Regions from separate parts of the Mus musculus genome. Here regions 1, 2, 3, 4, 5 and 6 are each linked to region 7. The links are chromatin contacts, called in public HiChIP or PLAC-seq and promoter capture Hi-C maps. All regions are on one chromosome and are shown on one strand. Each heading gives the region's core, a stretch centred on a gene start, on an enhancer-like site or on the middle of the called end of the contact. The rest is flanking DNA. Distances are from core to core; before and after follow the strand shown.

What was found. Promoter capture Hi-C pulls out the DNA fragments that hold promoters and counts their contacts. HiChIP or PLAC-seq counts read pairs in DNA pulled down with a chosen protein or histone mark.
Region 1: a contact with region 7 is called in a promoter capture Hi-C map of embryonic stem cells. The contact joins the promoter of Tmem145 here to the promoter of Erfl in region 7. A contact is called at or near these places in 4 of 39 promoter capture datasets (cranial neural crest, embryonic stem cells, frontonasal cranial neural crest and 1 more).
Region 2: a promoter capture Hi-C map of embryonic stem cells shows a contact between it and region 7. The contact joins the promoter of Cxcl17 here to the promoter of Erfl in region 7. A contact is called at or near these places in 4 of 39 promoter capture datasets (the HPC-7 cell line, cranial neural crest, embryonic stem cells and 1 more).
Region 3: an H3K4me3 HiChIP or PLAC-seq map of forebrain shows a contact between it and region 7, with 4 times the contacts expected there. The contact joins the promoter of Zfp575 here to the promoter of Erfl in region 7. A contact is called at or near these places in 4 of 39 promoter capture datasets (cranial neural crest, embryonic stem cells, maxillary cranial neural crest and 1 more) and 4 of 115 datasets of contacts at active chromatin or transcription factors (embryonic stem cells, forebrain, neural tube and 1 more).
Region 4: a contact with region 7 is called in a promoter capture Hi-C map of stem cell-derived epiblast-like cells, with 3 times the contacts expected there. The contact joins the promoter of Phldb3 here to the promoter of Erfl in region 7. A contact is called at or near these places in 6 of 39 promoter capture datasets (the C10 cell line, embryonic stem cells and stem cell-derived epiblast-like cells), 4 of 115 datasets of contacts at active chromatin or transcription factors (embryonic stem cells, forebrain and pancreatic cancer cells) and 2 of 9 other capture datasets (adipose tissue and embryonic stem cells).
Region 5: a promoter capture Hi-C map of embryonic stem cells shows a contact between it and region 7. The contact joins the promoter of Erf here to the promoter of Erfl in region 7. A contact is called at or near these places in 3 of 39 promoter capture datasets (cranial neural crest, embryonic stem cells and second pharyngeal arch cranial neural crest), 1 of 15 datasets of contacts at CTCF or cohesin (embryonic stem cells) and 3 of 115 datasets of contacts at active chromatin or transcription factors (embryonic stem cells and memory CD8 T cells).
Region 6: a contact with region 7 is called in a promoter capture Hi-C map of embryonic stem cells. The contact joins the promoter of Plaur here to the promoter of Erfl in region 7. A contact is called at or near these places in 1 of 39 promoter capture datasets (embryonic stem cells) and 1 of 115 datasets of contacts at active chromatin or transcription factors (memory CD8 T cells).

What each region holds. Positions count from the first base shown.
Region 1 is chr7:25,304,372-25,307,451 of GRCm38.p6, reverse strand. It overlaps Tmem145 (transmembrane protein 145), which reads right to left and starts at 1,344. Exons shown (of 15, transcript NM_183311.2): 1 at 1,169-1,344; 2 at 289-363; 3 at 97-174; 4 at 1-4. The coding sequence starts at 1,288.
Region 2 is chr7:25,411,609-25,414,664 of GRCm38.p6, reverse strand. Cxcl17 (chemokine (C-X-C motif) ligand 17) reads left to right here and starts at 1,779. Exons shown (of 4, transcript NM_153576.2): 1 at 1,779-1,963. The coding sequence starts at 1,885. All of the region lies in intron 3 of 4732471J01Rik (RIKEN cDNA 4732471J01 gene), which reads right to left.
Region 3 is chr7:24,586,340-24,589,346 of GRCm38.p6, reverse strand. Zfp575 (zinc finger protein 575) reads left to right here and starts at 1,706. Exons shown (of 4, transcript NM_001033205.3): 1 at 1,706-1,896; 2 at 2,105-2,189; 3 at 2,530-2,693. The coding sequence starts at 2,618. It also overlaps a transcript of Ethe1 not described here.
Region 4 is chr7:24,609,797-24,613,041 of GRCm38.p6, reverse strand. It overlaps Phldb3 (pleckstrin homology like domain, family B, member 3), which reads right to left and starts at 1,714. Exons shown (of 15, transcript NM_001102613.1): 1 at 1,464-1,714; 2 at 363-545; 3 at 29-166. The coding sequence starts at 1,697.
Region 5 is chr7:25,248,903-25,252,143 of GRCm38.p6, reverse strand. Erf (Ets2 repressor factor) reads left to right here and starts at 1,386. Exons shown (of 4, transcript NM_010155.3): 1 at 1,386-1,565. The coding sequence starts at 1,544.
Region 6 is chr7:24,460,796-24,463,804 of GRCm38.p6, reverse strand. It overlaps Plaur (plasminogen activator, urokinase receptor), which reads right to left and starts at 1,322. Exons shown (of 7, transcript NM_011113.4): 1 at 1,238-1,322. The coding sequence starts at 1,295.
Region 7 is chr7:24,943,234-24,946,241 of GRCm38.p6, reverse strand. It overlaps Erfl (ETS repressor factor like), which reads left to right and starts at 1,471. Exons shown (of 6, transcript NM_001370804.1): 1 at 1,471-1,827.

The DNA.
Region 1 (3,080 bases), core at 95-2,594, 360 kb before region 7:
AGTCCTAGGGCAAGGCAGAGGCATGGTCACCCTCTGAATGGCTGTGGCCTTCTGTCCCTGGACACCCCTCACATACCCACTCTTCACAGCTCTCACCTTGTCCCTTGCCTTGTACACCGCTGGCCACTGGGATGGGTCGTCAAAGTAGAGGAGGATGTTCTGACAGCACTTAGCCTGAAGACCCAGAGATTTGGCGGTTGGGGTGTTTATAGCAGTTGGAGAGCTTTTGCCAAGGAGGGCCAAGGGAGTGTCCAGCCTCAGCTAAGGAGAGTGGCTAGGGAGACTCACCTCGGGGTATCGGAATCGGAAGTCCAGTCGTCCATAATCCGAAAGGAAACAAAATCTTGTCAGGAACACCCAATCCTGGCAAAAAGAATCCAGTGAGATCTGAGTCCTTCAAGAACTCAGCTTGACCCTACCCACAGACCCTCAACTTTTCTTCTCTACCCAAAGCCACTTAGCTTCCCAAACACCACAAAGCAGCTAAGTCACCTCCAGAATTCTTTCCAGATCCTTTTGCTGTGTGTCCGATTTTCTGCTGCCCTGGTTTTCTCCCTCAGATGTCCCTCAAGTTTCTTTCCCCCCCACCCCCGTCCTCCTCCTCCCCATCTTCCAGACACACTGAAAAAGACCAGGGATGGCCAGGTGCACATCCCCACCACCATCTGTCCTGGACTCTTTCTCAGCTGCATTCCCCCAGTTACACACACACATGCACACACATGCTGAGAGAGAGAGAGAGAGAGAGAGAGAGAGAGAGAGAGAGAGAGAGAGAGAGAGAGAGAGAGAGAGAGAGAGAGAGAGAGAGAGCAGCCCCAAGGTGGTCCCACAAACCATGCCATCATGACATCCTGGGCAATCTCCCAAACCTTCCTTGCTGGTCCTGAGCAGGCCAGGCAACCTCCACTTGGTGGAGTGAGGGGTGCTGTCCCTTCAGCACCACCATGGTGCAGCTCTGTTCCCCGTAACTCTGACTCTGCCTACCGACCCTCCCCACCCAGGCTGGCCTCGACAGCCACCATGCAACCCCCAACCCACAGCCTTCTCCCTGGTCCGGGCCCCCATTCCTCACGCCCCGGCCCGGGAGGGGCGCAGGGGGCGGGGCGGCATCATCCCCTCTTGGGTCCCGCGGGCCAGGGAACGCTAGGAGATGGCTCGGTGTGCTCACCTCTTTGGAGCTGAGGTTGCCCCGCACGTACTTGGCCCGGGTGCGGGGGTACAGTGGCAGCAGCAAGAGCAGTAGCGGCGGCAGCAGGCGGCGCAGCACGGGCGCGCGGGAGGGCTCCATTCCTCCCGCTCTGGCCTCGGCTCGGCTCCGGCTCCCGCTCCGGCCCGGTGACGGAGGCGAGAGCGCGCGGGCTGGCCAGCGCGCGCCCCCGATTAAAGGGGCCGCTGGACGCAGCGGTCTCCGCCCCCTCCTCCGGGATGGACTAAACTGTCTCCTACTCTTCCCACCTGAGAGAGAACATTCTCTTGTCACCTCACCCCAGCTGTGATCCTCTTCTACAGGCGTCTCAAAGAAACCTCAGGATGCGTGTGTCCTAAACTGAACTCACATTCCCGCAAGCAAGGGTCTTCTTTGGACTGCAGACTCCAGGATTTAACCGAGAAAACCGAGCTCTGTCCTGACCACTGATCCCCAGTTTTGACCCCAAATTATTCTATTATTACCCATTCTCTAGATTTGGCAAACCTTGTGCCCATAGACACACAGAAGATGAGACATTGTTCTGGGACACACACATACACACACACAGTAAAACCTTCTAACAAAACAATCACTCCTGACTGCCTGCCCCACCCCTAGGGTGTGAACCCCAGCTGCTTGAGACAAAGGTGAGATATGGAGGAGCCAGTGCTCTAGCTGCCAGGGCTGGCTTTGTCATGTCCCTACCAGAAGACCTAGGACAAATCACTGGGCCTCTTATCCCTTAGTGTAGTTTGATGCCCCCCACCCCCACCCATGCTGCTATTAATTCTGTCATTTCCCATAGGGCAACTGAGAGTCCTGGGAAGGTCTTCCAGCATCAGACTCCAACAAATATTCCTAGCTTTATCCTTCACCCTCCACTGCAGAAAATTCATTCACTGCTGCTCAAAATGCCATTTCAAAAGCTTTCTGGCTAGACACATCTGCGGGGTAGGGGGACAGGCAATTCTTTGTGAATTCAAGGCCAGACTGGTCTCTGCATTAAATTCCAGAACAGTCAGGACCACATAAGTGAGAATCTGTTTTAAAAATGGGGGAAAAAAAAAAAAGCCAGGCAGTGGTGGCGCACGCCTTTAATCCCAGCACATGTGAGGCAGAGGCAGGCGGATTTCTGAGTTTGAGGCCAGCCTGGTCTACAGAGTGAGTTCCAGGACAGCCAGGGCTGCACAGAGAAACTCTGTCTTAAAAAAAAAAAAGAAAGAAAGAAAGAAAGAAAGAAAGAAAGAAAGAAAGAAAGAAAGAAAGAAAGAAAAAAGAAAGAAAAAGAAAAAAGAAAAGAGAAGGAAAAGGAAAGTATGAACAAAAAGCTTTCTGGCTGGAGATGTAGCTCAGTGGTAATATGTTTGCCTAGCTTATGTGTAAGGTCCTGAATCACATTCCCAAAATAGCAAATAAATGAAATTCCTGGAGTAAGACATGGTACATGCAATTAACCCCAGTACTTGGGAAACAGACTGGTGGATTGCTCCAAATTCCAAGCCAGTCTGGTCTATACCATAGGGAGACTGTCTCAAAAAAAAAAAAAAAAAAAAAAAAAAAGAAAGAAAGAAAGAAAGAAAATTAAAAAAACGGAAGAAAAATTCTAAACAAATTAAAACATACAAACTGAGAAGAAAAAAATAAATGCATGGAAAACTCTGAGTGTAAACTTTTTACCATGTGACCAGTTGTTACCAAGAGGGATGATGAAAAATTTTACTCTATGGGGGTTGGGGGAGTAGAGAGTTGTTACACTTTGTTTTGTTGGGTTTTATTGGGCTCATAGTTCCGGCTGGCTCAGAGGATAACTATAAACTCTGAATCCTCCTGTCTCCACAACCCCAAACAAACACTGAGAGACATGTACCCTCTCCTGTTGGCTCCTGGGGCT
Region 2 (3,056 bases), core at 530-3,029, 470 kb before region 7:
GAATAATTCATATATCCTCTCATTCCTGGAGGCTTCTAGAAAAGACTTCCTTATTCATTGTCCCTTTGGCTCCAACAAATGTCACCCAATATTTAAGTTCATCAATCCCTATTGCTTTGGCAGTCTTAAAGTCCCTCAAATAGACACCAAATTCAGTGCTGATGTTCCAAGATTGTTATAATTTAGATCTTCAGTGCTTCCCAAAGGCCCATGAGGTAAAGGCTGGGTAGCCAGTCTGTGGGAGATCAGAAGAACCTTTAGGAGACAGAGTTCAGTAGAAAACAGTTATGTCATGGTGGCGTATACACCCTTAAATGAACTATTAGGTTTATGGTTCTTGCTATCTTCTTTGCTTCCTAGATGCGAGAAGTGAGCAGTTTCCTCCACTATGCACTCTCTCCATGATGTATCTCAGCACAGGCTCAAAAATGACAGGGCAGACAGGCCATGAAATAACACCTCTAAGAGTGCAAGTTTCAGAAATAAACGCTCCCCTCCCTCGTGAGCTGGCTGGCACAATCGTCTTTAATGTTGACTGTGGGCATTATCAGCTTTCTCCTTTTGCCTTGAACCAAGAACTCCACCAACCTGGACCAACACAGTTCAAGAATCCCTTTTTGCCTATAGTTCATATATTCCTGGACCTGAAGCTCTGGTGATCTTACACACACATACACACACACACACACACACACACACACACACACACACACCGTGTCCTGTAAATTGGAGCAACTAAACCATAGCCAACTTCCTGATGAACAAGAGGAGGCTTTGTTTTCCCCACTGCTCCAGGAAAGAGTTTGGAGGCAAAGATAACTGACTCTGATTTTATTTGTGCATTGTTGCTGGTTTGTTTTTATTTGCTATTTATGGTGCTGAGAATCAAACCTGGAGCCTTGTGCATGCTAGTCAAGCATCTTATCTCTAAGCTACATCCCTAGCCCTTCGTTCTTCATTACAGTTATTTAAGGATGAGGGGAGTGTGCATGCACCAAATGACTATAGCAGTCAAAGGACAATGCACTGATTTCTCTACTTCCTGTGAACAGTGGGGATTGAAGTTAGATCATCAGCTCACTCGCCAGGCAGCCACTAGCCCTTCATTTTTGTTTTTCTTTCTTTGTTAAGAGAGAGAGAGAGAGAATTGAAGAGGAGAGGAAAGGAAGGGAGGGGAGGGGAGGGGAGGGGAGGGGAGGGGAGGGGAGGGGAGGGGAGGGGAGGGGAGGGGAGGGGAGGGGAGGGGAAACTCAAAGCCCTCTTCAGCCTCCAGTGCTGGCACACACCAGCACACCCAAAGTGAACGTCTTCTTAACTGAACTCTGCTTCCCTTGTGAGTGGCTAGGGAACTGGATGAATCTGTCAACAGTGCGAGGACAGGACAACTGTCCAGGCAGTAGCACTTCCATCTACTGTGCTGGCAATCACAAATGGGTGGAGAGAGGAAGCGCAGCTGTCAGCCTCTCTTTGTCAGCCTGCAGTGCCTCGGTTTTGCTCTAAACAGCCAAAAGGTACACGGAAATTCAAGTGAGAAAAAAGCTTAGAGAATGAAACCCCCCACAGTGGGGGAGGAGTCAAGCATACATACACACACACACACACACACACACACACACACACACATGCCAAGGTGTCAGTCATTTGTTCCTTTCTCTGGAGTGTGGTTTCTTTTGTTTGGCCAGTTTTACCTCCCACATTCCCGTAAAGACCTGGTCCAATCTGGTACTAAACTGACCAGCACCGCCTTCCTGCTCTTGATTTCCCAAGGGTGTTCTTGTGTAGGATTAAATTGTAGACACTACTCCACCTGAGCAGTTACAAGAAATCAGAAGCCTCTAACTGGTGACAATCCACACAGCCTTTAAGAACCAACAGACAGCCACAATGAAGCTTCTAGCCTCTCCCTTCCTTCTGTTGCTTCCAGTGATGCTCATGTCCATGGTCTTCAGCAGCCCGAACCCAGGTAAATACAATGAAATGATATTCTCTCTTCTCCTTCTCTCCCTCCCTTCCTCTTTATTTTGTCCGTCCTCCTCCCTTCTATTTTTCTCTCCCTTGAGACAGGCTCTTGATATGTAGTCAGGCTGACCGAAAACTTGGACTCTTCCGACCACAGTATCCTGGGTCCCAGTATTATAGGTGTGCCACCATGCCTGGCTCAAGATTAATTTCTACTTCACCAGAACCATGTGCACACCAAAGATTAATTTGATTTTGTGGGGAAGAAATGGGGTAGAAAACATGGCAAACCCAACAACAAGTGCATTAAAATACTCTTTTAGCAACAAGTTGGGGTAATTAAGTTAGTCTTTCTCAGTACCAGAATCCTCATTAGCAAAAAGAAAGGACCCTCTTTATCCCAAAGGACTCTGTAAACTTTAAGGCACATTCCCAACATGTCTGCAACTGTAGCTGGCAGCATACACACAAGTGTACACACAGCCCAGCCAAGATCCACTTCCCAGACCTTCCCAACCTCTCCTGGAAAAGTCACAGATTTTCTCAGGGCTCAACTGGGGGTGGGAGGCTTGTGGTGGAAGGCAAAGAAATGAGGAGTCCTATAACTTTAGAGTATGCCAAGTAAGCTCGTGATGATACAAACCAGGTCAGTCCTATTAGCAGGCAGTAGTCATGCAGACATTTTAGTCATCCCGGGCTTGGTTGAATGGTCTGTCCCTTTTGAAGCAGACTCGGTAGAGGTTCTGAATCTGTTCTAGTCTTCACCACAGCCAGTGTTTCCCAGCTCTTCACAGAGCCACCACACAGAAGCAAGATCATCTCTATCCATGTACCTTTCTCCTGTGGGTGAGGTACTCTGTGGCATACTCAGCATCATGTGATCCTAAATCCAGGATCACCTGCCTCTGGCAATGTCCAACTTCTTTCCTTTGTAGGGAAAGTTCTCTGAGTTCTTCAGTCCTGGGGCCCATAGTGGCCACTCTGGAAGGGAAGGCTTCTCTATCACTATATGGGCACCAGGGCTAGAGTCCTCCCCATGAACTCAAAGCTCTAGTCACAACACACCTTTCCAGTCCACTTTCTTTCATTCACAAAGA
Region 3 (3,007 bases), core at 457-2,956, 360 kb after region 7:
TTCAATTCCCAGGACCCACCAACGGGAGGCAACCTCCACAAGTTGTCCTCTTACCTCTGAATATGGATACCACAGATGCACAACAAACACACACACATATAAATAACAAATGTATATATATATATATATATATATATATATATATATATATATATGTGTGTGTGTGTGTGTGTGTGTGTGTGTGTGTGTATTGGTTCTCTGAGACAGGGTTTCTCTGTGTAGCCCTGGCTATTCTGAGACTCCCTCTGTAGATCAGTCTGGCCTCAAACTCAGAGATCTGCCTGCCTCTGCCCCATGAGTGCTGGGATTAAAGGCGTGCGCCACCACACTCACGGTGTAATTTTTAAAATATTCATAAAGGAACTTGAGAGAGAGACTCAGTGCTTAACAGCACTAGCTGGAGCAGGGCTTGGTGGTGCATACCACTGATTCAAGCACTGGGGAGGCAGAGGCAGAGGCAGGCAGACCTCTGTGTCTTGGAGGCCAGCCTGCTCTATAGCCAGAGCTATGTAGCAAGACCCTGTGTCAAAAAAAAAAAAGCAACACTGCCTGAACAATAGCAATGTTTAAGCCGGTTTCCATTGGTTCTCTAATATACTTATATAATATAAGACACTGAGGCCCATAACTGTAAGGTGACTTCTTCATCGTCACACGACTAGAAATTGGCAGAGTCCAGCGCAAACCAGTTACTCAGCCCCACCAAATAACTCCCGTGACTCCCAGGGTTGACCAGACGTCATGGATTATCCGGCTGAGTGCGGAGGACTTTTATGAGCACATCACAGGCATACTAGCGCTGGGCAGGAAGTTGTACTGTCGCTGCCTGGAAGTAGGCCAAGCACTCAATGTCACCCTTGGCCTGGCACTCCTAGGCCACCTAGGGAGGGGCAGTAGGTAGCACGGGGTGCTAGGCGTGGTAAATGTCGGTGAAGGGTGCCTAAAGTACTATGCAAGTGCCTTCGGGGGGTCAACTGAGTACTGCCCCTTGCCCTTTCTGAAGAAATAGCCAAACTTTCTGTAAAGGCTTGGAGGAATAGAATCGAATCGACCTGAGCTTTTTGAACGGCTCCCAAAGGCTGAATTCAGACTATACATGGAATTCTCAATGCAAGGCCAAAGAGACACCTCAGTGGTTAAAGGCAGCTGCAGCCAAGCGTGAAGATCTGAGTTCGATTCCTGGGACCCACAAGGTGGAAAGTGAGAACTGAGTCCACAAGAGTCCACAAGAGTCCACAAGTTGTCCTCTGACCACCACACTCAAACACATCCACAATGACAAACAAGTAACTAAATGTAATTAACATTTGAAAGAAAATAACAGGGGCAGTAACAAAAAGAAACCGGAGTGGGAATGTGGGGAAGGGGTGGGGGAGCGGGCCTGTGCAGTCTGTCTTAGCAAGGCACTTGGGAGGTGAAGACATGAGGACTACCAGTTCATGGCTATTCTCGGCTATGTAGGGAGTTTGATGCTAGCCTGGGCTACTTGAGACCCTATCACAGGAAGGAGAAAACAGGAGGGATTAACCACATCCTTACAGATGTGCACTTTCCTAGCTAGGATCCTTAGGCGGATAGCTTCGCGCTTGCTCACTAACTTGCCAGCTGGGTGGTTCAGTCATTCCCTCCTTCCATCACATCTTCCCCCTCTGCAGCCTCTTGCTGGCCGAGAGTGCGCATGCGTGCCGACGCCCCCTCCAGCCCCGGATGGGAGGAGGGGATGGAAGTGAAGCTGGGCCCTACGGCTCGGCAATCTCCTTCCCGCTCTTCTCTCCTCCAACGGCGTCCCAGCGCCCGCTGGGAGGTGCAGGTCCGAGGGCTACAAGGTAGCTCACGAGGCTTAATTGAGACGGGAGGGTTCCGGAGCCCCACCCCCGGGGAGGGACCGCCCTGCAGGTGAGAAGGGCTGGGTCCTGGTCTCCTGGAGATGGATTGGGGGCTGGCCGCTAGGATCTCTCCGCGAAGGGTAGATATGGATCTCGGTGCTCTGGTTTTTGAGGAGTGCATGCGATGCCAGACGTTTGGGACTCCCTCCATGAAAGTCTATATTCTGGGTCTCTAGGTGGTTCTATAAGCCACACCTTCCTTTCGTCTTTTTCTCCAGGTTTCCCTAATTCTCTGAGTCCCCAGTTCTATGCCAGAGATGCGATTTAGCGACACAGCATCAGTAGGCTGAGACTAAAGACAGGGTAAGCCCCCCTTTCTACTAGAATCCCTTCCACTGTACCCAAAGCGCTTCTGGGACAGGGTGGCCAAGGGCACACCCACTGCGCTCAAAGACCAGCCCCTGGGCTTGGGTGGCCGGGCCACTGACTGCTCTTTTTGTATAGCCCCGCCCACTCCAGATTTAGCGGTCCCGCCCACTCTGAGATAGCCCCACCCCACCCAGTGAAAAGATTATCTCTTGGTTTTATTTTCATATCCCCTCCTAGTGTGTACTTAGGCTCCACCTTCCAGCCTTCTGCTCTTGAGTTAGGACTAGACTTAACCAACAGCCTGGTTCTAAACAGACTGGCCTTTTGATTTTAGGCCCGCACCCCTGTCTCCATGAACTTGTTAACCACTGGCGCCATCCTCGCCCCTTGCCCAGCTGCCCCTTGGTCCCTCTGCCAGCAAGATGCTGGGTGGAAGCGTGAAGTCCGAGGTCAGGGCCTCGGAACCTAGTCCCACCTGTCAGGACCCGGAGACCAAAGGTGAGAGCAGCCCAGGTTCTCATAGGGATCATTCCCCAGGAGTGACAGCCCAGGAGAACCAACGTAATGACCATTGGGGCCACCACCACCACTACCCTTAGCAGATTGTGGGGGATTATGGGTAGTGTTGGAAATGGACACTTTAGAAGCTTTCGGCACTGGCTTGGCAACTCTTTGAGGCGCTCATAGGACGTGGGGTCAGAGGGCAAGCAGAAATGTCCTCGAGTGGGACACCAGTGTGACACTTGCCTCCTCGGACACTTTGAGATACCCCTCTAGTATTAAGAGATGACAGGGCCCGACGTGGTGGCGCA
Region 4 (3,245 bases), core at 465-2,964, 330 kb after region 7:
TGAGGATGGAGTCGCTGGTCACACCAACCTGCTCCCGCTGTTCTTGGCTGCTCGGCTGGGTCTCCACCCGCTGGCCCAGCAGCTCCCGCAGCTGCTCCTCCTCCCGGCGAGCGGCCACTCGTTCCCCGGCCAGCTCACCCCGGAGCAGGGCCACCTCCACCTCCATCTGCGAAAAAACAAGGCGAGAATTTGGGTGCAGCAGCCAGTGGAGGAAGGGGCTGGGAGATGGGAAGTCTGGAAAAGGCCTCGGGCCTTGAACACCTGCTGCTTATCAAAAAGGATCCTAAAGTTTAGAATGGACTCGGTGTCTTGGCTCGCAGGTTCCCTCACGGGTTGATTTCCCAAGATCTCCCCATCCTCACCTCGATCCTCAGTTCCTTCTTCTGGCGCTGTAACTCCTTCACCCGCTGCTCCATCAGAGCCACGCGAGTCAGTGCCTCCAGCTGCTGTCCTCGCAGCCGCCGCGCTGCCCCCCGCAGCTCTTCCCCAGAAGGGAGGCATGGGGAAGGTGTGGCTGGAATCTGCGCGGCAGGCGTAGCCTCGGGCTGAAATTAGAGAGGGTGTGATGAGAACAAGTCTCGCCCCCCTCAAGTCACCAAACAGGTCTGGTCCCACCCCAGTAGTGCCTCTGGGGGTCATGAGCTGCCAAGTTCAACTACTTCCTTTCGGGTCCGAATGGAAGACCGTGAAGCGGGGAAGCCGGCAGGTTCTGAACCCATCATACAAAGCCACTATGCTCTGAAGCTGAACTAGCAGAGCTTGCTTCCTTTTCTTTCCTTCCTTCCTTCCTTCCTTTCTTTTTTCTTTCTTCCTCATTTCTTCCCTCCTTTCCTTTTCTTCTTTTCCTTTTTCCTTTCTCCCTTCTCTCTCCTTTTCTTTTTTCTTCCTCCATTTCTTCCTCTATTCTTTCTTTTTTTTTCTTCCTTCCTTCCTTCCTTTCCTTCTTTCTTTTTTGTACCTGAATGCTAGTGGAAATCAGAAGATTCTTGCCTTACATCAATGAGGGTTCTGGGGATCGAACCCAGGTCGTCAGATTTGACAGCAAGTGTCTTTGTACACGATGAGCTCATCTGTCCCTGAGTCTCAACCTCTTGGGATCTCTTTCTCAGAGTCCCTGGATCGCTCTTCTTCCCCCCACCCCCACCCCCGTCCCTCTCTCTGACTTAGACTCTTCTATGTTGGCATTTCTTTTTGTTTCTCTTCTGGGTCTGTGTGTCTTCCCTGTGTCTCTCTTTTAGGTCTATGTCTCACTCCCTGTGTCTCTGTCGTATCTAGTTTCTATGTTTCTACCCGAGTCTCTCTGGCTTCAAATCCAACTTTGTCTAACAGGGTGTTTCTGCCTGTCTATGGGTACTCTCCTTGACTCTGGGTCTCTGTCTAGTCTCTCTCTTTATGTTCTTCTGTGTCGTCTTGGGTGTCTGTCTGTCCGTCTGGACAGCCCCCCCGGGGGGATGATCCCTCACCTCTTCGCGGCAGCTCTCGGTGCTGCTACCTTCTTCCACTTCTTCCTCTTCCTCGGCCTGCCGCCCAGCTCCGGGGCAACTTGGAAGCTCCGCTGGGACTTCGGGCTCCTTGTGCTCTTTGGGATCCTCGGGGTGCCCCTGAGGCTGCACAGCCCCTTGAGGCTGGACCTCGACGGCGCATTCCGAAACCTTTGGAGACGAGGAGCCCTCCTCTAGGGTGCTGGGTGTCCCCATGGCCGCTTCGGATTCCTGTGGTGTGGGCGTGGTCAGTTTCAGAGGCGTGGTCTGATGTTTGTGGGCGTGGTCTAGAGCGCGTTGAGCTTGCCCAGAGGGCGGAACCTAAAGGTTCAGAGACCAGCTCTGAACATTCCGCGGGCGTAGATTTCCTGGGGACCCGCTCGCGACTGGGGAGAGGCTGTCGGCTCCGAAGGTGACACACACACCTAGAGGTGGGAAGAGAATTTGAGTCCGGGGTCCTAACGCTCCCCGTGCTGGGGCGTCGCACGCTGAGCCTTCCCTTTGCTCCATGTGTCATCCCTGAGCCCCTTCTGCAGCCCTCTCCAGTTTCCCGGATTGCCTCCAAGAGATTCCATCTCCTCTACCCTCTCGGGACTAGCCCGGCTCTCCTCCTTGGAGCTCCACAGTTGGGTCCCGAACCACCTGTAAGGAATCAGCGTCCGAGGCTCCTCACCCCAAGATCCAGAACTCGGGGCTGGCAATGTCTACCTCTCCGGATATGCCTGGGGCCCCAACGCCTCCGTTCCTTCCCGGGAGGAGGTCCTCGTAGGTCGTCAACCTTCTTTCTGGCTCTGCACTGGGCACTGCCGCTCCTGCGGCTAAACAGGTGGCTGGAAGGAGGGAGGAGAGAGAGGCCGCCCCGTCCCCCTCCCCAGCAGCCCGGAAGTGGAGGGGGGGACAACAGGTCCGACAGCTCTCCTGGGAGGAGGGAGCCAGCAGCCTGCCCCGCCCGCAGCCCAGGCACCCAGCCATCCCGGCCCCTCCAGCCCCACCCAGAGAGAGCCCAGCGCCCAGACCTCCCACTCAGCCTCCGGTGCCCCTGGAGGGCCGGGCTTCTTAGCCACCTGCATACAGCAGCCTCCCTAAGGCCGAAGCCTAGGAAATCCTCAAAGGAAGATAGGAATGAAGATGGGGGCCTCTCCCCTCTAATAAGCCCTTTGGAAGGGCCCTGACCGGTTTAGGGAGCCGGACAAGGGGAGGGGGTATCCCGGGCTGAGTCAGCGATCTGCCCAGAGACAGAGTGTGCCCCACGCGCACACAGTTTACTATGGGGTGGGGCACAGAGGTTAAAGGTCACAGCCAGACCCTTTCCTCTCTGGGCAGAAACAGGAAAATATCTGGTATGCAAAACCCGACTGTTAGACATCAAGAGCTGTGCAAAACATTTGACACACCTCAGTGTCATACCACACCACAGCCCATAGAAAAAAAGAGATCGACCGTCTCCATTGTACAGTTGTGGGGACCGAGGCTGAAGGAAACAAATACACCTAGGATCTACAAGCATTCTAAATGACTTTTTTAAAATTATTATTACTTGTGTATGTGAAAGATAGTGCAGGTATGTAAGTGGCACCCAACATGTAAAGAGCTCATAGGACATCTTTGGGAAGTGGTGCCTTCCAACGTGGGATTCAGGCATGGAACTCAAATCATCTTGTTAGCAAGAGCTTTACACTCTCGGCCTTCTCAGCCCACATCTGTTACTACCTGCTTTGTCTCTCGAGATCTGTACTCATAACTATTTGGCAATACAGGAGGGAC
Region 5 (3,241 bases), core at 137-2,636, 310 kb before region 7:
AATGATGATTATTGCTGGACCACGCTGCTCCCAGAGGGTTACAATATCCGTGGGGAGCTGCACTGTCCGTAGGCAAGGTTACATAATTCCCAAAGGGGTGACACTTCCCTGGAGGCCATGGTCTCCCTAAGGAGGAGGCATGAGACTTCTCTCTAGCACCCGTGAGCTGGTTTAAAGGCTGAATAGGAACCCAACAACGGAGAAGTTTGGGTTTGAAGCCTTAAGCACCTATAGCCTGAGCCAGATAGGCCTTCCCTCTTGCTTGCCGCATCTCACGGCTCTGATTCATCATCTTTTCAGTCTCCTAGTCCCCTATCTCTTCCTTTGGTAACTCCGGTTGGTTTATTTTTCATTATTTCCCTGAGACTGTTTAGGTTTAGTTTATGAGAATATAGCTCTGCTTCCCCTCTACCCAGTAGCAGGCTGCCTACCTGCATCCGATCGGTACCCCGATTTCCTGTTTCCCGAGCCTCAGGCTCCATCCATTCCTCCTATCTGCTGCAGCGAACACAGACTTAACACTTCCCCTACGCTCGGGCCTTTGGTCTTAAGCCCTGTCTTCCTCTCTCCTGGCGACCCCCAATGCTCCTCCGGAGCACATTTGTTCAGACTTGGGTCGCCCCCAGCATCCTGGCACTATCTCCGGAACCCCCTGCTCCAGTGTGGAGGTGGGGGTACCTCCGGCCGCGTTCCCAGGACAGCTGCAGCCTAAGGGACAGTGGTGATTGTGGGGGCTCCCGAATGCATTCTGGTCACTTCCTCCCCAGCTGGACTGGGTCTATCAGGAAGGCCAAGACCCCATCTCCACAGGAGTCGAGGGTACAGCCGCCTCCCCATTTCCGATGCTGGGAAATGTTTCCCACCCATTCCACCCCACCCCTGGACAGCTGCCCTCTTTCAGGCTCGGGGTTGAGGGGGTTGGGTAAACTCAGGCTGGGAAATGGCTGTGCTCTTGATCATCCTCCAAGATCCAGACTCCGCCCCCCTGCGGAGAAGACTCTGCCCCTTCCCCACAAAAATTTCTGATCGTCCCCCTTCATATAATTCCTTTCCTCCAAAAAGGTCCCAAAAGAAACTCTGGAGCCAGGAAAGGGCAGAAGAGAGGCAGCAGGTACTGAGTGCTGAAGACTTAAGTTCTTCTGACTTAGAGCCTCCAAGAAGGGTCGTGACCCCCAGGACCTCCCCAGCCCCTCCCTGCCCTTCCTCCCCCCCCCCCCCCCCCCGCCGCGCGGCCCCTTTAAGCCAAGAGCCGGCCGGTCCTCAGTGGCTGCGCGCCGGCAAGCGTGTGTGAGTGCGCGGGAGGGGGCGGGCACAGTGTCTCCATGGCGACGCGGCGGTGACGTCGCCGGCCGGGGGGCGTGGGCGTCCCGGCCCCGGAGTGCGATATTAACCCGGGAGGCGGCGGCGGGGAGGGGAGAGGCTCTGAGAGGCGAGGCCGGGTGCGGCGGCGAGGGCGTCCCAACGGGCGCGGGACGGGACGGGGCAACGCGGGCGCCAGGAGCAGCGGCCCGGAGTTGGGGCGCCTTGCCCCGGGCCCCCCAGCATGAAGACCCCGGCGGACACAGGTGGGGGCGGGGGCAGCACGTGTGGGGGAGACTTGTTGCCCCGGGAAACCGGGAGGGAAAACTTTGGGTGGGGGCTGAAGGGGTTCTGGGGAGCCCGATTGATACCCAGTTCTTGGGGACCCCCAAGCACTCGAGACCTGTTGCTTCTAGAGGCGCGAGCTGGGGTGCTGCCTGGGAGCCCCAATTCTGTGGATCCTTTCGGAATGGTATGGGTGCTGCGGGTGCTGGGCTTTCCCTTCCCGGACTCGGCAACCTGGGTTCTCCCGGGATCACTGGGGTGGCAGAGTCCCCTCCCTGTCGTTCTGTCACGTTGCACTCCGGGGGCCGGGACGTGTGCGGTGCGAGGTGGGGGTTCTGTACAGGGACCCGCTATGCTCGGTTCTGCGCTGCGCGGTCCGGCCCGTGACCTTCACGGCAGCGCGTGCCCAGCACCCGGTGAGCGGGATACGGGATGGCCTGGAGCTGGGCGTGAGAGGGGAACACGGGACTCGGGGTCCGGGCTGCACCGCCCCTCCCCCGTCCGTCTCCTCGCTCCCCCGCCCGGACTGAGTCGCAAAGTTCCAAAGCGCAGCCCGAACGTTCGAAAAAGGAACTTTTTGTTTCCGACCTTAGAACGCGCGGCTTTAAGGTGGCTCAGGGGAGACTTGGGTACCCTCCTCCGGCGCGGGCGGAGGCTGGGAGTTGAGGAGGGTGGGAAAGATGGGGGGGGGGGGGGGAATGCAGAGGCTCTCCCTTCGTCCTTCCCCCTCCCCGATCCTGCGCTTCTTTCAGCGGGCCGTCTTTTCCCTCCGCCCCTCTCTTCCCCGCCAAGTTGCTCCTCCTTAAGGGGCCAGGATTCCCCTCCCCCCCCATCGCCGGGCGGGGGGCAGCAGGATTAACCCCCCCTCCCACTCGGACTTTCCCCCTTCCCCTCCCCCGCCGCCCCCGGGCTCGCACAGGCTGGACTTTGCGCCCGGGCGCGCGGGGGGAGGGGGCCTCGCCGCCCCCTGCCCGTCTGCCCCGTCGGAATCCGGCCCGGGGCGGGGACGAGGGGAGGGGGAAGGGGGCCGGGCGCCGCTGTTCAAACTTGTTTCCTTCCCCCGGCGGCGGCCGCGGCTCCGGCTCCTATGTGCGGGTGTGTGCCCCGACCGGCCCACCCACCCCACCTCCCTGCTCGGCGGGTGGGGGCGGCTCTTAAAGGGCTCGGAGCAGGGCTCCGGCGCCAGGGGATTGGGGCCAAGGAAGGGGGTCGGGAGTGGGGTAGGGGTGTGCAGTGCCATAGGGTCAGTCACGTGCGTCCCACTTACTCCCCACTCCCCGACTCCCACAGGCTCGTGAGCTGCCGGGCCCTGGGGGCAGCAGGAGCCTCGCCTCACCGGGGAGGGGACCAAGGCGCCCAGACAACCCCGCCTTGTCTTCCCTCTATGTTACGGGCCTTGGCTTGACGGAACCTGTAGGGCCACTGCAACCCTGTCTGGGGTCCCAGTCATGTGTAGATTCTCAAGGGAAGGCGAGAGACCAGAACGGCCTCGAGGTCGGTCTGTTTCTCCGACTGCTGGCCACTGCTAGCCCTTCCATCCGATCCTCCATCCCGGCGTTTTTCTGCTCCGCCGTGGCTGTTTCCCACTTCCTGTTTTCTTCCCGGCTCTGGCGCCATCGAGGTCTGCCTGGAGTGGGGGAGGTGTTGAGGCCCCCCG
Region 6 (3,009 bases), core at 73-2,572, 480 kb after region 7:
CATTCGGAAGGTTGAGAACCACTTTCAAAGACCCACCTCAGCCCCCAAACGTTTGTCCCACCCCAGGACCGAAGTCCCTCCTGCAGGTCTTCACCTAGGCCACGTCTCGCCAATGTTATAGCCCCCCGCCTCAGACTGCCCAGTTTTTTTTTTCGTTTTTTTTTTAAAGATTTATTTATTATTATGTGTAAGTACACTGTAGCTGTCTTCAGATGCACCAGAAGAGGGCGTCAGATCTCATTATAGATGGTTGTGACCCACCATGTGGTTGCTGGGATTTGAACTAAGGACCTTCGGAAAAGCAGTCCGTGCTCTTAACCACTGAGCCATCTCTCCAGCCCCCGACTGCCCAGTTTCTAATCAGAACTTTTGCACCAGCCTAGCCTTAGTCTGGCCCCCATTTCCCAGACAAGTTCCAGGAACAGAAAGGCTAAGTAACTGTCCTGAACCACACAGCCAGTTTTGACCCCAGGTGGCAGCCCCACTCCAGGGTCCCCTCCTCCCGGGGTTGGATTTCACAGTAAGAACTGTCCTGTCTGAGCCCCGAGATCCGGTCTGCAATTTAGAGCCGGTCCCTTTGTGCCAGATATCCTTTCTTCAACAAGAGCCCCTCCCCTTTGCACCCCCACCCCTCCCCCCTCTAGCTCCCAGACCACCCAGGCCCCGCCAGAGATCTTTTCCCACCCCATTAATCATCTCCGGTCTCCCGCGGACTAGAGAGGGCTTTCCGAGTTATTCACCGTGCCAAACCCTGACTCAATTCCTTCCCCATTTCCCTCTACTTTCTCAACACCATTTCCCCCGCATTTCCTGGAGGAAGAAGGCTGAGGACATAACATAGTAAAAGACAAGTGTATTCGAGGGACAGGCCCTGGGCTCCCGCTGAACTCTGTGGACCTTTGAGATGTAGACCCCTGAGCCCCTGTCTTGTCCCAAAGTGGGATCCCCACACAGACCAAAACACTGTGGGGAGTGGCTGTGAGGTCACATGTCCAGTTATCATTCAACCCCTAGCTGTGAGGCTTTGGACCAGCTTCTTAACCTCTCTGTTCCTCCGCGTCCTCCAGTGTGCCAGGCACTGTGCACCAGGGATCAGCGTTTACTAAATGAATGCCTGCGGGAGTCTGACTGTGCCACGTGGAGCCTGAGAACACACCCGGAGAATAGCTGGATAGAAGGGTGGAGCGCTGGGCCATCCTCCTCTAGCTCACGCCCGGTGCCACCACGCAGCTCTTACCTGGGACACAGGTAGTCGCCAGCAACAGCAGCAGCAGCAGCCGCCTTGGGAGTCCCATGGGTTCTTCCTTCACCTCTGCTCTAGACTGACCGAGGGGAAGAAGACAGTTTTGTGACCCTAGGGCTCCTCCCACTGTTTGCTAAAGAGTGAGTCAGCTCCAGGGGTTGCCTCGCCTCCCCCCGCCCCGCCCCCGCCCCCCCCCCCCAGCCCTTCCTCTTCCATAGTTCAAGAAACTCTGCCCCTTCCATACATAGTAAGATGCAGTCTCAAAAAAGGAGGGAGGGAAAGAGGGAGGGAGGAACGGAGGGAGAGAGGGAGGGAGAAGGAGGGATGAGGGAGAGAGAGAGAGAGAGAGAGAGAGAGAGAGACTATGATGGAGAAAGGAAGACAACCAAATAGCAAGGGTTAGAATCCTCTCTAGCCTTGGCTATTTCTTACCAATCAGAGTTTATGTTTTCAAAGTTTGTTTTATTTGAGTTTCTCCAGAGAGAGTCTTGCTATGAAGACCAGCCTTGAACTCAGGAACCTCCTGCCTCAGTCTCCCCCGAGTCTGGATCATGGGCACGCTACCATCCTTGGCCGAGGCGGTACAATTCCATGTAGGGAAATCATGTGGAACACTAACTTGCCAAACTAGAGGGCAAAATTCCTTCAGCTCCTGACCAAGGACCTCCTGGGTACTGGGCACTGTTCCAGGAACTGGAACACAGCAGGAAACACAAGGACGCCACCCTCTGCCATTACGATGGGGAGGATACATTAGTTATCTAATCTCTCCCATCAGTCGGAAACCAGGGGAAAAACAAGTTGAAAGAGGAACAAACTGTAGGGAGAGAGGTAAATGGCTTAATTGCTTTGGGAGGGTGATGCGGAGGGCAGCCAGGAAAGGTGTGCAAGAAGTCTAGTGGATTCCTACAGAAAGCCTTTGAGGGAGAGGAAAGAGTCATCGCAAAAGCCCTGAGGGCAAAGAATCACTCAGAGCGGCTCAGTGTGGCTGATGAGTGGGAACCAGAGAGAGCAGAGAGCAATGAGTAGCACCCGTACAGTAGTGATGTCACTGCTGTGAGTACCGAGTCACTGAAGCCTGAGCTGGGAAACACGGAACCCAAGGTCTCCTGCAGGATTGACAAGGAGTCTACCACTGAGCCACGCCCCCAGCCCCTCACTGGGGGAGGCTAGGCAGAGGCTCTACCACTGTGCCACGCCCCCAGCCCCTCCCTGGGGGATTCTAGGCAGGGGCTCTACCACTGAGCCACGCCCCCAGCCCCTCACTGGGGGATTCTAGGCAGGGGCTCTACCACTGAGCCATGCCCCCAGCCCCTCATTGGGGGATTCTAGGCAGGGGCTCTACCACTGAGCCACGCCTCCAGCCCCTCACTGGGGGAGGCTAGGCAGAGGCTCTACCACTGAGCCACACCCCAACCCCTCACTGGGGGAGGCTAGGCAGGGGCTCCACCACTGAGCCACACACCCAGCTTGGCTTGATTTAATGTCAAGATAAGGTAAAAGGTGAAAAATAAAAATAAAAATGCCCAAATAAAGTTTTCCTCTAAGAGGTCCTAACTGAGAGAGTAGGGGGCTGGCCCCAGACTGTGAGGGCTGTGTGACTTACTGATCATTAGCAGGTGTCTTTCTTAGCCTCTCTGTGCTGCAAGCTCATCTGGAAGGTTGAGACAGCAAAGGTCTGAGAGGAGCCCTGAGAGAAGTGAGAGAGATCCTGTTTCATATGGAGGAGGAAAACAAACTGTGATTGCTTTAGGGCCTCAGGCGTA
Region 7 (3,008 bases), core at 222-2,721:
TAGTAGATTACTTGGGAAAAATCAATGTTTATAGCAAGCAATGCATTTGACCCACCCACCACTCTGAGTTAGCCCATTTTCAGATAAGGAAACTAAGACCCAGTGATGTAGGCAAAATGGATGATGAATGTCTGCTCTTGAAGGGCTGGAGTGGTGACTGCCACTTAAGGGTTCTGGACACAAAGTATCCATTTGGGCATGCCAGTCTTGAAACATAGTTGCTCCTCCTGGGAGAGGCCGCACTTACCCCAAATAATGAGGTTTAGAGGTCAGGCTGTGGTGGCAATATGCTGACAACTTCAGCATCTGGGAAGTGGAGGCAGGGCAGGAAGAGCAAGAGCTCAAGGACAGCCTCGGCTACATAGTAATATGCTGAGTCCAGCCTGGGCTACGTGAAACCACAATCCAAACAAAACACAATGAGTTCTTGGGGCTTGGCAGTGGGGAGAGGCCTGACATGGGGAGTGAGGGGAGAGTACAAACTGGGGAAGAGAGGCCCCAAAAGGGTGGCGTTGAGAGGGCAAAGGGAAGGTGATCAGTTAGAGAGCAAGGTCAAGCTGCAGCAGCAGGTCCCGTGGATGATGAACTGCTCTGGGGGTCCTGGAGATGCTTGATAGTATCTTCCAGTGAGAGCAAACTGGCTGAGCCTTTCCCAGCAGGTATGCACTGTGAGACTAAATCGGCGCCTGTGTGAAGGAAAGCGCCTCAGGGTGTCCAACCTGGACTCCAGTCGGTCTGTGATTGTCCAGTGTGGGTCTGCACCCTGATGTGGGGTATGTGTCGCTGTGACACCCTGTGTCTGTGCACTCCCTGTGAGGGTGGATCAGGAAGGAAGCGATGGGGGGGGGGGAGGTTTGTGTGACGAATTTGTGTCTAGAATACAGGTCATGCTCGCTGGTGATGTGCCCGGCTCTGTGTTGTATGGTGCATCTGTGTCGTGTGTGTGTGTGTGTGTGTGTGTGTGTGTGTGTGTGTGTGTGTGTTTGCATGGTCTATGTCACTGTTTCTATGTGTTCCTATGTCTGCGTGTCAGCTGCCCAGTCCAGGCTGTGTGTGTGTCCCTCCTTGCATAGGCCAGGACCCGCTTTACCTATGTGTAGCAGCGGTTCCTTCTCTACCGCCTGTCCGTCTGTCTGCGAGTCTTCCCCATGTAGGACGAGGAGGAGGTGGGGAGGAAAGGGGAAAGGTGTTAGGGGTGTCTCTCTGCCCCTACCCCACCCCCACTCTCTCAGTCCCGGGATCGAACCTTATTTAGAGTCGCAATTCGACATCTGTTTTCAAATTTGATCAGCTCTGAACTTTATTTTCCGAGTTTGAGGAAAATTATATTCCATCGATCGCGCGCCCGCCCCCTCCCCCGCACAGCCGCCGCCGCCGCCTCCATATATCTGCGCGCCGAGCCCGGCCGGGCGGCCGCGAGGGCGGGAGAGCGCGCCGCGCCGTGGAGGAGCGAGGGAGGAGGAGGAGGAGGAGGAAGAGGAACTGCAGGGGAGGAGGGGGCTCAGAGACACAGTCCCCCGCGTCTTGGCCCAGAGCTGGGTTCGCAGCTTCCCGCGTCCGTCCTCTGAGCGCGTCTCTTTTGGGGTGTCTCTTCTCTGCATCTCCCCGTCTCTGCTCGTGCCCCTCGTCTCTGTCTCCCTGTCTCTGTCACGCTGTCTCAGGGACTTCCAGACCCCATCCTCTCAGTCTCCGTCTTCGCGGGACTCCGAACATCCTGTGTCCCTCGCCCCGGGGTCTCCTTCCCCAGGACGCCGCGGGGCCATGGCTGCGGGATCCGAACTTTAAACACTTCTCCCCGGACCGGAGCGGATGCGCAAGGCGCGGAAAGTGAGTGAGCGCCGCGGGCCGTCTCGGGGGCGGGGATGAGGGGCGGGGATTGCTGTCCGGGGCGGGGGCCCGGGGCACGGGAGGTGGTCCCCAGAGACCCCGGGACAACTTGGGGGTGTCCGAGGCGGGGCAGCTTGGTGGTCGTCAGCGGGGCACGGCTGTGCCTTAACTCTGGGGAGTTGGGGGGAATCCCGCCGGAGCATCTCGTGGACAGGGGTGCGAGGTGGGAGGGATGAGCCCTGGAGATAGGACCTCGAGACTAGGGTGCAAGGTATGGGAGAGAAGAGTGTGCATATGGGAGCCTTGGGAATGGGAACAGGACATACTAGAGTGTGACTATTTGGGGGTTGGGGCTGAAGGCTGACTTGAGCTTGGGTCTGGGTATTTGAGCCTGAGGAGGCTGGACATTTAGGATCAGAGTACCATGGGTTTTAAAGGTCAAGACTGGAGCTTAGAGACTAGAGTCGGGGATATTTGGTGCTGAAGCCCCAGCTCTTTGGAGATGGAGTTGACTCGTCGGGGATGGAGGTCAGGACTGGGGTTGTGGATGCTTGGGACTGAGGATCAGCGCTGAGATTTGGATCAAGGAGAGAGAGAAAGGAGGTCTGGATTGGGGCTGGAGTTCAAGTCTGAGAGTCTACAAAACTGTATCTGCATATTTGGCGTGAGAGATCACAGGATCTATGGGAAGAATATTGGAGCCAGACCTGGGGTCAGCCCATTTGGGAGCAAGAAGTGCCTAGACTCGAGCTTTGGTCTGGGGATGTCTTGGACCCCCTGTGTAATTCATCCTTGGACCACCTCTGCCATATCTTCACTGCCCAAGTATCTCTTCACTGTCTCTCTGTCTCTGTCTCTGTCAGCATCTCTGCATCTCCTTCCAGCTCTCCAAGGAACCAGGAGCGACTAACTCCCAGGATCTGTCTCTCTAACTCTTTATCTCTGTTTCTCACAACACCACTCTTACCTCGGTGGCACTAACCCTTAGACTACCCCTCCCAGATTCCCTGTGCCTATATCTCTCCCACGCAGCATCTCTCTGTCTCTCACTATCTCTCCGTCTCTGTCTCCCCCAGTATCTCTGTCTCTGTCTCCCCCTCGCTGGTTTCCGCTCAGATTAAGCCGGGGACCTAATTCCAGGCCCAGGATCGAATTTTCTGGCAACAAAGGGAAATAGCGAA